Linked DNA regions of Mus musculus: regions 2 and 3 are each linked to region 1. The links are chromatin contacts, called in public HiChIP or PLAC-seq and promoter capture Hi-C maps. All regions are on one chromosome and are shown on one strand. Each heading gives the region's core, a stretch centred on a gene start, on an enhancer-like site or on the middle of the called end of the contact. The rest is flanking DNA. Distances are from core to core; before and after follow the strand shown. Region 1 holds the start of Pdia5 (protein disulfide isomerase associated 5). Region 2 holds the start of Mylk (myosin, light polypeptide kinase). Region 3 holds the start of E130310I04Rik (RIKEN cDNA E130310I04 gene).

The links. Promoter capture Hi-C pulls out the DNA fragments that hold promoters and counts their contacts. HiChIP or PLAC-seq counts read pairs in DNA pulled down with a chosen protein or histone mark.
Region 2: a contact with region 1 is called in a FOXA1 HiChIP or PLAC-seq map of pancreatic cancer cells. The contact joins the promoter of Mylk here to the promoter of Pdia5 in region 1. A contact is called at or near these places in 1 of 115 datasets of contacts at active chromatin or transcription factors (pancreatic cancer cells) and 1 of 9 other capture datasets (embryonic stem cells).
Region 3: a promoter capture Hi-C map of liver shows a contact between it and region 1, with 2.9 times the contacts expected there. The contact joins the promoter of E130310I04Rik here to the promoter of Pdia5 in region 1. A contact is called at or near these places in 8 of 39 promoter capture datasets (the 3T3-L1 cell line, 3T3-L1-derived adipocytes, embryonic stem cells and 4 more), 2 of 115 datasets of contacts at active chromatin or transcription factors (embryonic stem cells and stem cell-derived neural progenitor cells) and 1 of 9 other capture datasets (embryonic stem cells).

Annotation. Positions count from the first base shown.
Region 1 is chr16:35,488,921-35,492,632 of GRCm38.p6, reverse strand. It overlaps Pdia5 (protein disulfide isomerase associated 5), which reads left to right and starts at 1,760. Exons shown (of 17, transcript NM_028295.1): 1 at 1,760-1,904. The coding sequence starts at 1,869.
Region 2 is chr16:34,783,286-34,786,997 of GRCm38.p6, reverse strand. It overlaps Mylk (myosin, light polypeptide kinase), which reads right to left and starts at 2,048. Exons shown (of 32, transcript NM_139300.3): 1 at 1,971-2,048. The coding sequence starts at 1,994.
Region 3 is chr16:34,957,007-34,960,718 of GRCm38.p6, reverse strand. It overlaps E130310I04Rik (RIKEN cDNA E130310I04 gene), which reads left to right and starts at 1,725. Exons shown (of 4, transcript NR_045723.1): 1 at 1,725-1,952. All of the region lies in intron 21 of Mylk (myosin, light polypeptide kinase), which reads right to left.

The DNA of each region.
Region 1 (3,712 bases), core at 511-3,010:
TGCTGTGAGCACTCCTGACACAAAGTGATGTAGGCTTGTGTGTTTGTTTACACACAGTGTTTCTGGAAGGCAAGACAGCTAAAGACTAACAATGGGTATGCACTAAAGGTAAGGAGTAGACACCTGGAAACTGGGGGATGAGAGAGGCTTTAGACAGCTGGCAACGTTTATTCAGGGAATATCTCCCAACTCCTCAATGTGCACTTCCTCTGTCCATTTTATTATTCTCCATTTGCATCCTTATGACGGAGTAGTTGTCCAACAAACATTCCTAAATGAAGTGACAAGCTGATGGTGCGCGTGACAAAGAGGATTCAAAAGAGGATTTTTTGTTTTGTTGTACATAAAAGACCTGTCTTATGTCTATGGGTGTTTTTTTTTTTTTTTTTTGTTGTTGGTTTTTGTTTGTTTGTTTTTTGGGTTTTTCGAGTCAGGGTTTCTCTGTATAGCCCTGGCTGTCCTGGAACTCACTTTATAGACCAGGCTGGTCTCGAACTCAGAAATCCGCCTGCCTCTACCTCCCGAGTGCTGGGATTAAAGGCGTGCACCACCCTACCCATATGTAGGAGTACCACAATCATATCTTGTGCCCTTGGAGATCAGATACCCTGGAATTGGGGTTACAGGATGGTTGTTAGTTGCTATGTGGGAGCCAACAGCAGCAAGTGCTCCTAAATAATGTACCCATTGTCCAGCTCCCATTTTACATTTTTTGTTCAGGTAATTAGCATTCATTTAACATCAATTAACTATTTAAATGATACAGTTTGGTGGCATTTAATACATTCATAATGCTGTGCTGCTTCCCCTTTTATCTAGCTCTGAAAGATTTTCATCCTCATCAATGGATTTCTGAACTGAAATTCCTTTCCTCCATTCCCCAGGTCAGAGTAATCTGTTTACACAAAATGCAAACAAACAAACCAAAAAAAAAAAAACAAAACCAAAACCATTTTTTCCAATTTTTGTATATTTTATATAAATGCAATCATACAATATACAACATTTTGCATTTGGCTTTTTAAGAATCAGCATCATATATTTTTGATATTTGTTAACATGGTTGTGTGAATTTCTTTTTATTGGATGAATAGTATTCCGTTGTACCGGTGTATATCACATTTTCTGTATTTGTCTTTTGAGGATATTTAGACTCACTCTTTCTTTCTTTCTTTCTTTCTTTCTTTCTTTCTTCCTTTCTTTCTTCTTTGACTATCATAAACAGCGCTGCTAGGAACATTGGTGTGCTAGTACTACTTGAACACACTTTTCGATTCTTTTGAGTATATGGTTAAGGAGTAAGGGGATAGTGTGGTGATCTATACTTAATATTTTTTGGGCTCTCTAAATTGTTTTCCCGACACCTCAATAATGTTTTGTCAAGGGGAAAAAAAAAGCCTCGGGAGCAGATGGCATTTTCCATCCTCCACAGGCCATCATAGACTTTACAATTAGTACCTACAGTCAAATGACTGGAATTCTCTGGGTTGCCTGCTAATCCTCGGGGTGGGGAAACTAACTTCTGGGGGCAGAGTGAGTTGTTGGTTCTGATTCTGCGGGCACAGAGCAAGGCTCCTTAGTGAACAACTGTCCCTACTCCCCAGCCTCCCTGCCCCCCATCCTCACAGCTGCTACTCTGCGTCCTCAGGCAAAGTCCGAGGCAGAGGCATCCCGAGCTTCTCGTGAACTACAACTCCCGGCAGGCTCCTTCCCGGGCCGCCTCTCCTAGCCTGGTGCGCATGCTTTGGCAGACGTGGCACCGGGAACTCGGAGGCGGGGAGCGGCTGTGAAGTGGCCGTAGCTGTTGGCCGAGGTGGAGCTGGCAGGCGTGCGCGGGAGCCGGGTGCAGACGGCAGGAGGCGGCGGGGATGGCGCGGGCGTGGGGGCTGCTACTGGCGATTGGGGTGAGGCTGTGGGCCGGCGACACGTGCGTCCCGCATGGCCGTGGGAGCGCGCGGTCCGGGTTGGTTGGGGGCGTGCTCGCCGGGTGGCAATAGGGTCTTTGGTCCTCTGCTCTCCACTGGGGCCGGGCCGGGTGATCCCTCTCTCCGGGTTCGCGCTCCCGCACAACTTTGCGGGGACGCAGGTCTGGGATGTCCTTAGCCTAAGCAGGACTCCCCGGGCGGTGCTTGCACCTGTGTGAGTGTGGGGTGGAGGCTGCCTTCCACTTGCGCAGCAGGAACACTTGCTCGTGGGTTGGACCCCCGGAGAAAGGGCGCGTGACGGGTTGGGTGGGGTCACCACCTCCAAGAGTTCTGCTCCCACGGTGATGCCGGCTCCAGCCCCGGCCACTTTCGAGCTGTGTGTGTGGCGCCCTGGATCTGTAAACGTGTCTGCGTTCCTTCTATGAGATGGGAAACCGTAAAGATACCCGCTAAGGAGGTTGTCAGACGGGTCGGCTGAGGAGTCGGTGGAACCAGCTCCGGAGACTGCAAAATGATACCGGAGTGATACAGAAGTGGAGGAGGGGTGAACCGTGGTGCAGACTATGTGGGGATGGGAGGACTTTCCCGAACAAGCATCCCCCGAGAAGAAGTGGGGACTGGGGACGGGTTTGCCCCTGGGGCTGAGGTGTGGTTGTGGGTGTGTGACAGGATGTAGTTGCCTTCTTCCACATCTCTCTCGTAACTTCTTGTCTCCCTTGTGTTGGGTCCATCTCCTTATGGCCACCGCCACTATCACCAAGTTCGGAAGACTTACTTGCCCCTACCACTCCACTGTTTTCCCTTTGGGTGTGGCAAGGATGCTGGGCAGATGGGGGGGGGTGTGGTGGAAAGGGAGGGGTGATTAGATCTAAACGCTTGAACTCCGCAGTGCCCTGTCCTTTGGGATCACCAGTTAAAGGAGTGACATCGAGTTTTCTGTTATGTGGAAGAAGGTGTCAAAGGAAGCTCCCTGTTCCCAGTTCTGCATCCTCCGTCTAGGAGAGATCTAGTAGGTTACCGCGAAGCTTTGGGGTGCTGGTGGTGTGCCATGATGTTTGACATAAGTTTCCTGGAGCCAGTTGGGCTGACTCCCATCAGGATGTCAGTCCTTGAACTCTGAGGGAGGAGGGTTTTGCTTTCTTCCTTTTTCCCTCCCTTCAGTAAAAACAAGAGCCCAGGGGACTGACCTTTTACTCTGTAAACATTTATCAACCACATTGTTTGCCACCGGGTTGAATTTTGGGTGGGGAGCAAACTACACTCTGCGCCTGCCTTCAGGTGTTGCCCTCGGCTGAACAGCAGTCAATCCTGTGAGCAAATACTGTTCGAAGGACAAGAGCTAATACCCTAACTGCTGCCAGCCTGCCACAGGAGAGCCATACATTATCTGAGGTGGAGAGTCCCCACAGGGAGAGGTCACATCTCTGAGAGGGAGAGTCTGCCAAGGGAGAGCCCCTGGGGCCTTATTGAGGTGGGTGGAGCAGAGTCCAGGAATTAATGTGTTGTGGGTATTTCGGAGGTCTGTATGTACCTTCCCCTCAGGCAATGAGGAAGAACTTTGAGGTTTGCCCAAAGCACCTGGCAGCTGGACGTTCCTGAGCCTAGAGTTAGCTCCGCAAATACAAGGTAGAGGGATGAGAGCCTGGAATCCGCAGCAAGTGACTGCGGGTTGGGCCTCTGTGCATTTAAAAGCTATGTGGATTTGATAAGGGCTTCCTACATCCCTGGGAGCAGTTTGACTTCTTTGTTCGCTCTGTATTGACTGAAGGCCACTGGGCGTGGCCCAG
Region 2 (3,712 bases), core at 799-3,298, 710 kb after region 1:
CAGCCCCAGGATCTTTGTGGTTGCCAAGCTCTTGGCCTTGAACAGAGTTCTCCATCCAGATGCCCTATGACCCATGCTTTTCCTTCACTCTCCACTTTGCTTATATGTCCCCTCCATAAAAAATGTGTTCTACTTGGCCATCAGGCATTAAACGAGCATGCACACGCCCCTCACTTTGTTCTCCACGGCACCTTAAAGTTGCTACCTACTTCTCCCTCTAAATGAAAAGTACATTAGAGCAGGAAATTTGACGCTCTTGTCACTCAAGGAAGACTTCTTGAATGAATGAATGAGTATCAAGGCATGCCATTTTAGTATTCTTTTTTGGAAAAGAGGACGGAATTTCTCCAAGATGGTTACAATAATGGCAAAGGTCCCAAGCAGCCTCCTGAGACACAGGCCCAAGAGAAAGCAATTTACTAAGAGGACCATCCACAGATGAATAACCCACTGGCTGCATAAATCTCAATGTAAGGAGCAATACAAAAGAGCAAGACAATGTGAAACCTACAGAGGAGCACATTAACTCTCTACAAAATAGCTCAGAGAAAATGCTTACCTCGGAAAGAGATAGAACTAAATTCCATATTTAAATACGAATTAGCAAGTAACAAAGTCTAGAAAAATACGTGTGCTGCCATAAGAAAAAGAATTAACAATGAAGCATTTGCAACTGCGGTTTGATGTGCTATTGTTAGGCAGTTAGGTCCCAGAGAACACTGAAGGTCATTGAAGATGAACCCCTGCCTCACAGTCAGCAGCTTGTAATACCGGGAACTGAGCCTGTAGGACTCTGGTTACTGGTCAAAGGAATGGGATTTGGGACATCCTGGCCCTAGGTGAAGACATGACTTTCCAAACTTCTCAGGGACCGTTTGATTGCTATCTAGAGGACATGATTTACAATCTATAGTCAGTAAAGTGCTTGCTACATAAACCCCAGAGCCTCAGGTCAATCCCCAGTACCCATGTCAAACCTAGGCCCAGGGGTGTGCACCATAAGCCCAGCTCTGGGAAAGCAGAGATAGGAGGATCTCTGGGACTTGATGGCCAGCTAGTCTAGTAGTCTAGAGAGAATGTGGAGCTCCAGGGTCAGAAAGAGATCTTTTTTTTTTTTTTTTTTTTTAGATTTATTTATTTATTATATGTAAGTACACTGTAGCTGTCCTCAGATACTCCAGAAAAGGGCATCAGATTTCGTTACAGCTGGTCGTGAGCCACCATGTGGTTGCTGGGATTTGAACTCAGGACCTTCGGAAGAGCAGTCGGCGCTCTTAACCACTGAGCCATCTTGCCAGCCCCTCAGAAAGAGATCTTGTCTCAAAAATAAGGTAGAACCTAAGGTGGCAAAGGGAACTCACCTCCCTCACCGTGGAAACAATAGAAAGTTATATATGTACATGACACAGGTTATATACACAAAATACCAAAGGATGACCCATGGTTTTGAAACCTGAGAATATTTGCTACTGTACAACTGGCCACAAAAGGTACCATCTGTGTTCAACAGGCTTTCTCTGTGTCTGTTACTACAAGAGCCTTCTCCATAAACAGAAGGCGAGCACATCTGCGATCTGTGTGTGTGTGTGTGTGTGTGTGTGTGTGTGTGTGTGTGTGTTCTCTCAGGCAACCTGAAACAGCTCACTGACATACAACCAGCTGTGGTTATAGGCTCAGTAACAGGGTCCCACTATATCCTCCAAACCAAGGAGGTCTGCCTCCCTACAAAGACAAAAGAGAATTCAAAATTGGGCAGAGTTCATCAGAGGGGTGCCCTGGAAAGTCGGGAGGGGAAGTTTCAGGACTCATGCATGAATAATCTCTAGCAGAAGCTGGAAGCCCCCTCCCCACCCCTCCACCCTTTCAGATTTTGTCCTGGCTGCTCCCAATGACACTTCTCATTGACTCTAAATTTTTACTGGCTAAGCCAAGGCCAACAAGTAATTCTAAAAAAATCATTGTACTCTCACCTTCCCAGGTAACTGGCCAGACATGCTTTCACATAAAGGCTCTCTTGGAAACCCAGGCAGAGACACGAGTTCCCCTCTACAGCTCTCCAGGATCCTGAGGCAGAATGGTCAACAGCAGCAGTACTTAAGCCCTGCTGACTCACCAGTGCCTTCTCTGTGGTCGGCTGTGGTAACTGGTAGGAGGGCCAGGGAAGGGCCTGGAGAACTGCTTCCGGCCCTGCACGTACCAGGGAATGTTCTGAACTGCAGCTCAGAAGCCACAGGGGTGGGGAGAAGAAAAGGAAAAAAAAGGAGAAAGGAAAGACAAACCAATCAGAGACAGACATGTCAAAGAGTATAAGAGCAGCCAGGAACATTACCTTGTGCTCAAGGAAGTCTCACAGGTGATAGTAAGGGGTGCTACAAACTTGGAGTTCAGAAACAACAGTTCCAAGAAGAGCCTTCTTCACCATGGAAGACTGATGGGCAGTATTCTGGTCAGGATGAAGGACTGGAAAGGGGTCTGGCACAGGTGAGGGAGAAGGGCTTTGGTTCTGACGAGGGTGAGGGAGAAGGGCTTTGGGTGCCACCTCCAGGCAGTGAAGGTATAGATGGATGACAGGGTCTTCTGGAGAAGTTGCCTGGGTAAGCTGAGGCCTGGCTTGAGAGACACTGCCACGGATAAAGGGCTGACAGAGCTAAAAGAAAATAATACAGTGTGGAAGAAGAATGGCCTCAGAGGCAAGTGTCCCTCTGACAGACTGGGCCTCTGTTCTTTGTTTCTCTAGAATTCACATCAAGGCAGCCGACAGAGTCCACCCACTCCATCAAGTCCAGGACACTAAAGGTCTCTCGTCTCCTTTCTTCAGAGACCTTTGCTCCTTCTGGAGGCAAATTTTACATTTTTACGCGGGAAACTAATGCCTTTAGAAGACCCATTTCTCTCAAAGTGCAGGTTCGTGGATTTTGCCCTCTGTAGCTTGTTTCTACCTTTCCTGAGCTATGCTACTTTATGAAGGGCAAACCTAAAGGGAAATGGGCTCTCATCATGGCATATGGGAAGCCAGGAGGCTACAGAATGAAAGATCCTTGTGAGGTCCCTTAATGAAGCACAAAGGAGCCCCAGAGGGCTCCTTCACACAGAGTTGATGGCTTCCTTCCTACTTTGAGGCACATTCTAAAGAACTGTGAGTAACTGGGCTCTTAGAGGAATGCAATGGCTGGGCCTACCTCGGTCTCCTGGCTGGATACTCCATCCATCTGGCAGGAAGCACCAACTTTGTCCTATTTGGCCACAAGACCAAGTGGACACAGTCAGGATGGGCATTTCTGCTTCTCTTCTGTGCTAAGTCAGACGGAAGACAAAGCGGAAGCTCAGCTCTTCTGCTGCTGGCGGAGAATTCCTTGACCTTAGCTCCTCTTTCCACACGTGTGGAGCTGGTACCACATCCTCTCTAGTCACTTTCCATGATCTGCCAGCTAGAGAGGCCTCTAAGCTCACCATGCCTCTCCTCTATTCTCAGAGCCACCACACCTTAGATAGACCCAGTCAGGGCCAGGCCCCTGGACATTCCATCACTCCCACTCTCAGGCCTAGAATAAGCCTCTCCTGGCTACAATCATTAGTACTTCCCTGTTCCATGGACTCTTCATATTCCTTCTTTCAAAGGTCTTGAAGTCACAAGAAAACATGAAACGGAGCTACTGAGCATTTAAGAGTACGTGTAGAAAGGCTCATTCTAAGCTAACTTTTCAATCTGCCA
Region 3 (3,712 bases), core at 476-2,975, 530 kb after region 1:
CTTGGACCACAAAGGTTCAGGAGTGCTAGGAGTGTAGGATCCCTCCTCCGTGCTTATCCTCAGAGCTGTGTCTGATGCTCTTTATCCTTTCCAAGTACAGAGCCCACATGAGTTGAACTAACTACCGGGTGGGACCAGGGTTCTCCCATGAGCCTCTCTGCTAAAGACAGACACATCTGGCCTGGACAGTGCCTGACAAACAAGAGACTGGCTCGCTGGCTACGGCTGGACCCATGCTTCCTCGGAATTCTCCCAGGGCTCCCTGGAGACATGGCTGGCAGAATGGGAAATCCTTCCAGCTGCAAGAGTTTGTGCTCAGTAGAGGGTGGCTACTGCTGGGAAACCAGAGAACCTTGTCTGTGATGCTTCCCAACAGCCCGGCTTCCCTTTGCCCTCTTTGTGTTTGCCCACACCATGTCTGTCTGGGCTGGGCCTGCAGAGATGGCCAAGCACTGATCCTGAATCCAACAGCTACTGGCCTAAACTACGGCACACGCTTGGAAAGAGGCTCTAAGAGGCTGAGGCTGAGGCTGAATTCACGGTGCTGGTTAGTTTTAACTGTCAGTCTGATACAACCGTGAATCAACTGGGAAGAAAGCCTTAACAAGGAATTACACAGATCAGGTTGGCCTGTGGGTGTATCTATGGGGAATGTCTTGACTGTTATCTGAGGCAGGAAGACTCAGGCCATTGTGGCTGTAGATTCCCTAGGCAGGGCAAACCGGATAGTATGAGGGGAGTAAGCTAACTGAGAGCAAGAGAGCACACCGCGATGCATTTGGTCTCTCGGCTCTTGGCCATGAATGTGAAATGACTAGCGACCTGAGTTCTAGCCTAGCCTAGCCCTGAGATGGTGGACTGTAAGCCAGAATTGTGAGCCAATCCACTCTTTTCTCCCTATGTTGCTTTTAGTCAGGGTGCATTATCAGAGCAAGCCGGAACACTCACTAGTCATGGACAAAGCCACAGGAGAGTCCCACAACCCTGTGCATCCAGACAGGGTTCCGTCCTTTCTATGCTGTCAGGCAGAATGAGACCAAGCTAGTGTCATGCTTACACTGGTAAGCCGGGAATCTCTAAGGCGTATCTCCAGCCCTTCCAAATCACATCAGCTTTAAACTCAGAATGTAGTTGGTGTAGGTTGGGTTCTTGATACTTTGTTTTTCTCCCTTAGAGTTAGGAGGAGGCCTGTTATTCTTGTGTTGGGTGAGTGACATTAAAGAATCCATCTGGATCCCCTGCTCCTCCCTCATCCTCTCCCAGGTCACACAGAACAGCCCAGAAGGCGCAGGCGCAGGCCCAGGCCAGGCTGCAAACCTCATTCTTATGCTGCTTCTTAAAATACAATAATTAGCCTCGGAAATAGCTAAGTATCCCTCACTTAAACCAACTTGGGGGGGGGGAAGGGCTAGCTTTTGTTGATTTGAAAATGAGACTCTTGAGTGATCTGAAAAGAAGGCAGCTCTTCAGAGAATATGCCACAAGAGACTTCTGCAGCTAAGGAGCACAAGTCACTTTTAAGTGGCCTTATTTAGTCGGCCCATCAAGTGGATGCGTTTCAAGTGCTTGAAAACTGTCCAGAATAGGTGGAACAATATCTACTTTATCTCATTTGTGTTTATATCTACTTAATAAACCCCAATCAGATAATATGCAGATGTCCCTGGAGACACACAGGTAAATCAGGTTAATCCTGGTTTACTTTGGCCTAAGTCTAAATTCATGGGCTTTGAATGGATGTAGCTGTGCTGTGGCCATCAATACGAGTCCTCATTTTATTGAGCGATTCTATTCTTAGCTCTGGGGTGGGGGAGGCAGACAGAGAGCCTGCTCCCCATTCCATTCCCCTCCTAGGACGGCATTTAACATGTTGCTCCTGCCAGCTGGCAGGCAGCCACACCGATGGCCCTGTCAGCACCGGCAGTGGAGAATGAGAAACTCAACCATAAAAGGTCAGAACTGCAGCTCCCGCAGTGGGGCTGGGGGAAGGGGAGTGTGGCACGGCCCGGGGTGGCCCCGATTGGGGTAGGGGGCACTGGTTTCAGAAAGGCAGTTTAAAGTTGTTGACCCCACACAGGGGCAGATAGATGGGAAGGCTGAGGAAGAGGTTTCTCTGTCTTAGAGAGATTCTTCACTCTTTAGCCATCCACAGGCCATGGGCACATCTGGAGGGCAGGCTTTTGAGAGTCTGAAATGAGTTCTTCCCTTAGTTTCCCTTCTGCATGGCTGGAGACATACCTATCCACTTTGGGCCTAAGGTGAGGATAGGAGATAAAGATGGAGAAGGAAGACTGGGACCAAAGTTAGGGACCACAGAGTGACAGCACTAAGAGAGCCTCTGAGTCCTCTCCAACTGCCAACTTCATGCTTGGGACATTCCTCAGATCCCCGCTGTGGCTCATGAATCCTTTCTAACACTCTTTTGTTCTGTAGGTGTGAGCCCTGCTGTGAAGTTGGGGACTAGTCTTCACACTGAACCCAAAGGAGCCCCTTTGTCTAATTGAAACCCTGTAAGCTTGAAAGCCAAGATTGACTGGAAAACCTACTCAAATCTAATGTGTATGCAATTAAATACCAGGCCAAAGTCTTTCAGGAGCCCCATATATGGAGGCCCACACAGGCATACAACACAGTCTACTGTCCCCCTAGCTGCACCTTCTTGTGTCCCTCTACTGTACTATATGCATCTGCCACAAGGGGAACCATGACCGAGGGAAAACAGTGAGCATCACCCATGGGAGGAAGCCACATAGAAAGCGATTTAGATGTGTCAGAAGACAGATCGGAACGTAAAAACAGTTACTAGGAAAGAAGGCAACACCAAATCTTGAGACTCGGTCTAAATAGGGGTTCAGCTTACTGGGAACTCAGAGATATAGAAAGGGGAAGAACTTAGGGTTAGCAATCACAGTGACCTTAGAGAAACAGTCTCTCTAGACCAAGCAACATGGGATTAAGGGGCAGGTAGCTGCAGAGGGCCAGAGGCCAAGGGGTGAGGCTGCTCTGCCACCGGGTTAGCCCAGGGGCTGGGGCACAGAAAGCAGAGCACTGCAGGAAGGCCAATCGATGCAGGGGGTGGGGGTGGGGTAATGCCTGTGCTGTTGGAACAAGCGGGGGATGAAAAGCTGAGTGAGCTGAGGATGGTGGAGTCCTGAGAACCTGGGAACTGGACCAAAGAAAAGAACCCTCCTCAAGGTACAGGAGCCATTGATGGCATGGTGTACAGGTACCTGGAGGTCTGGAGGCCACCAAGTTCAGAGGAGTCTAATGCCTCGTAGTTCTCAGTGAAGCTAGAGGCCTAAGGGCTTTGTGTGTGTCCTGGGAGTGGGGAGGGGGCAGGGGGATGGCAACGGGGAACGTGTCTCCAGAGAAGGATAAAAGTTCTGAAGGTCACTGATACCTCCGTCTAGGGGCACCAGAGCATAGCCTGGAGTGTGTACATGATGCAGTCTCCGTGCTCCGACCCCTGAAAGTAAGAGGAAGTGGCCTTGATCCCAGGTGGGGATTTGCAGGCTTGAATCAGATGTCCCCCCACAAGTTCTTGCTTCCTAGTTGGTGGTTGTTTGAGGAGAATTAGGAGGTGTGGACTAGCTAGAGGAAGTATGTCCCTGGAGGGAGACTTTAAGGTTTCAAAAGATGTGAGCTGTCTCAAGTTGGTCCTGTCTGCTGTTTGTCTGTAGGTTGAGATGAGAGCTCTTGGTGCTGCTCCAGT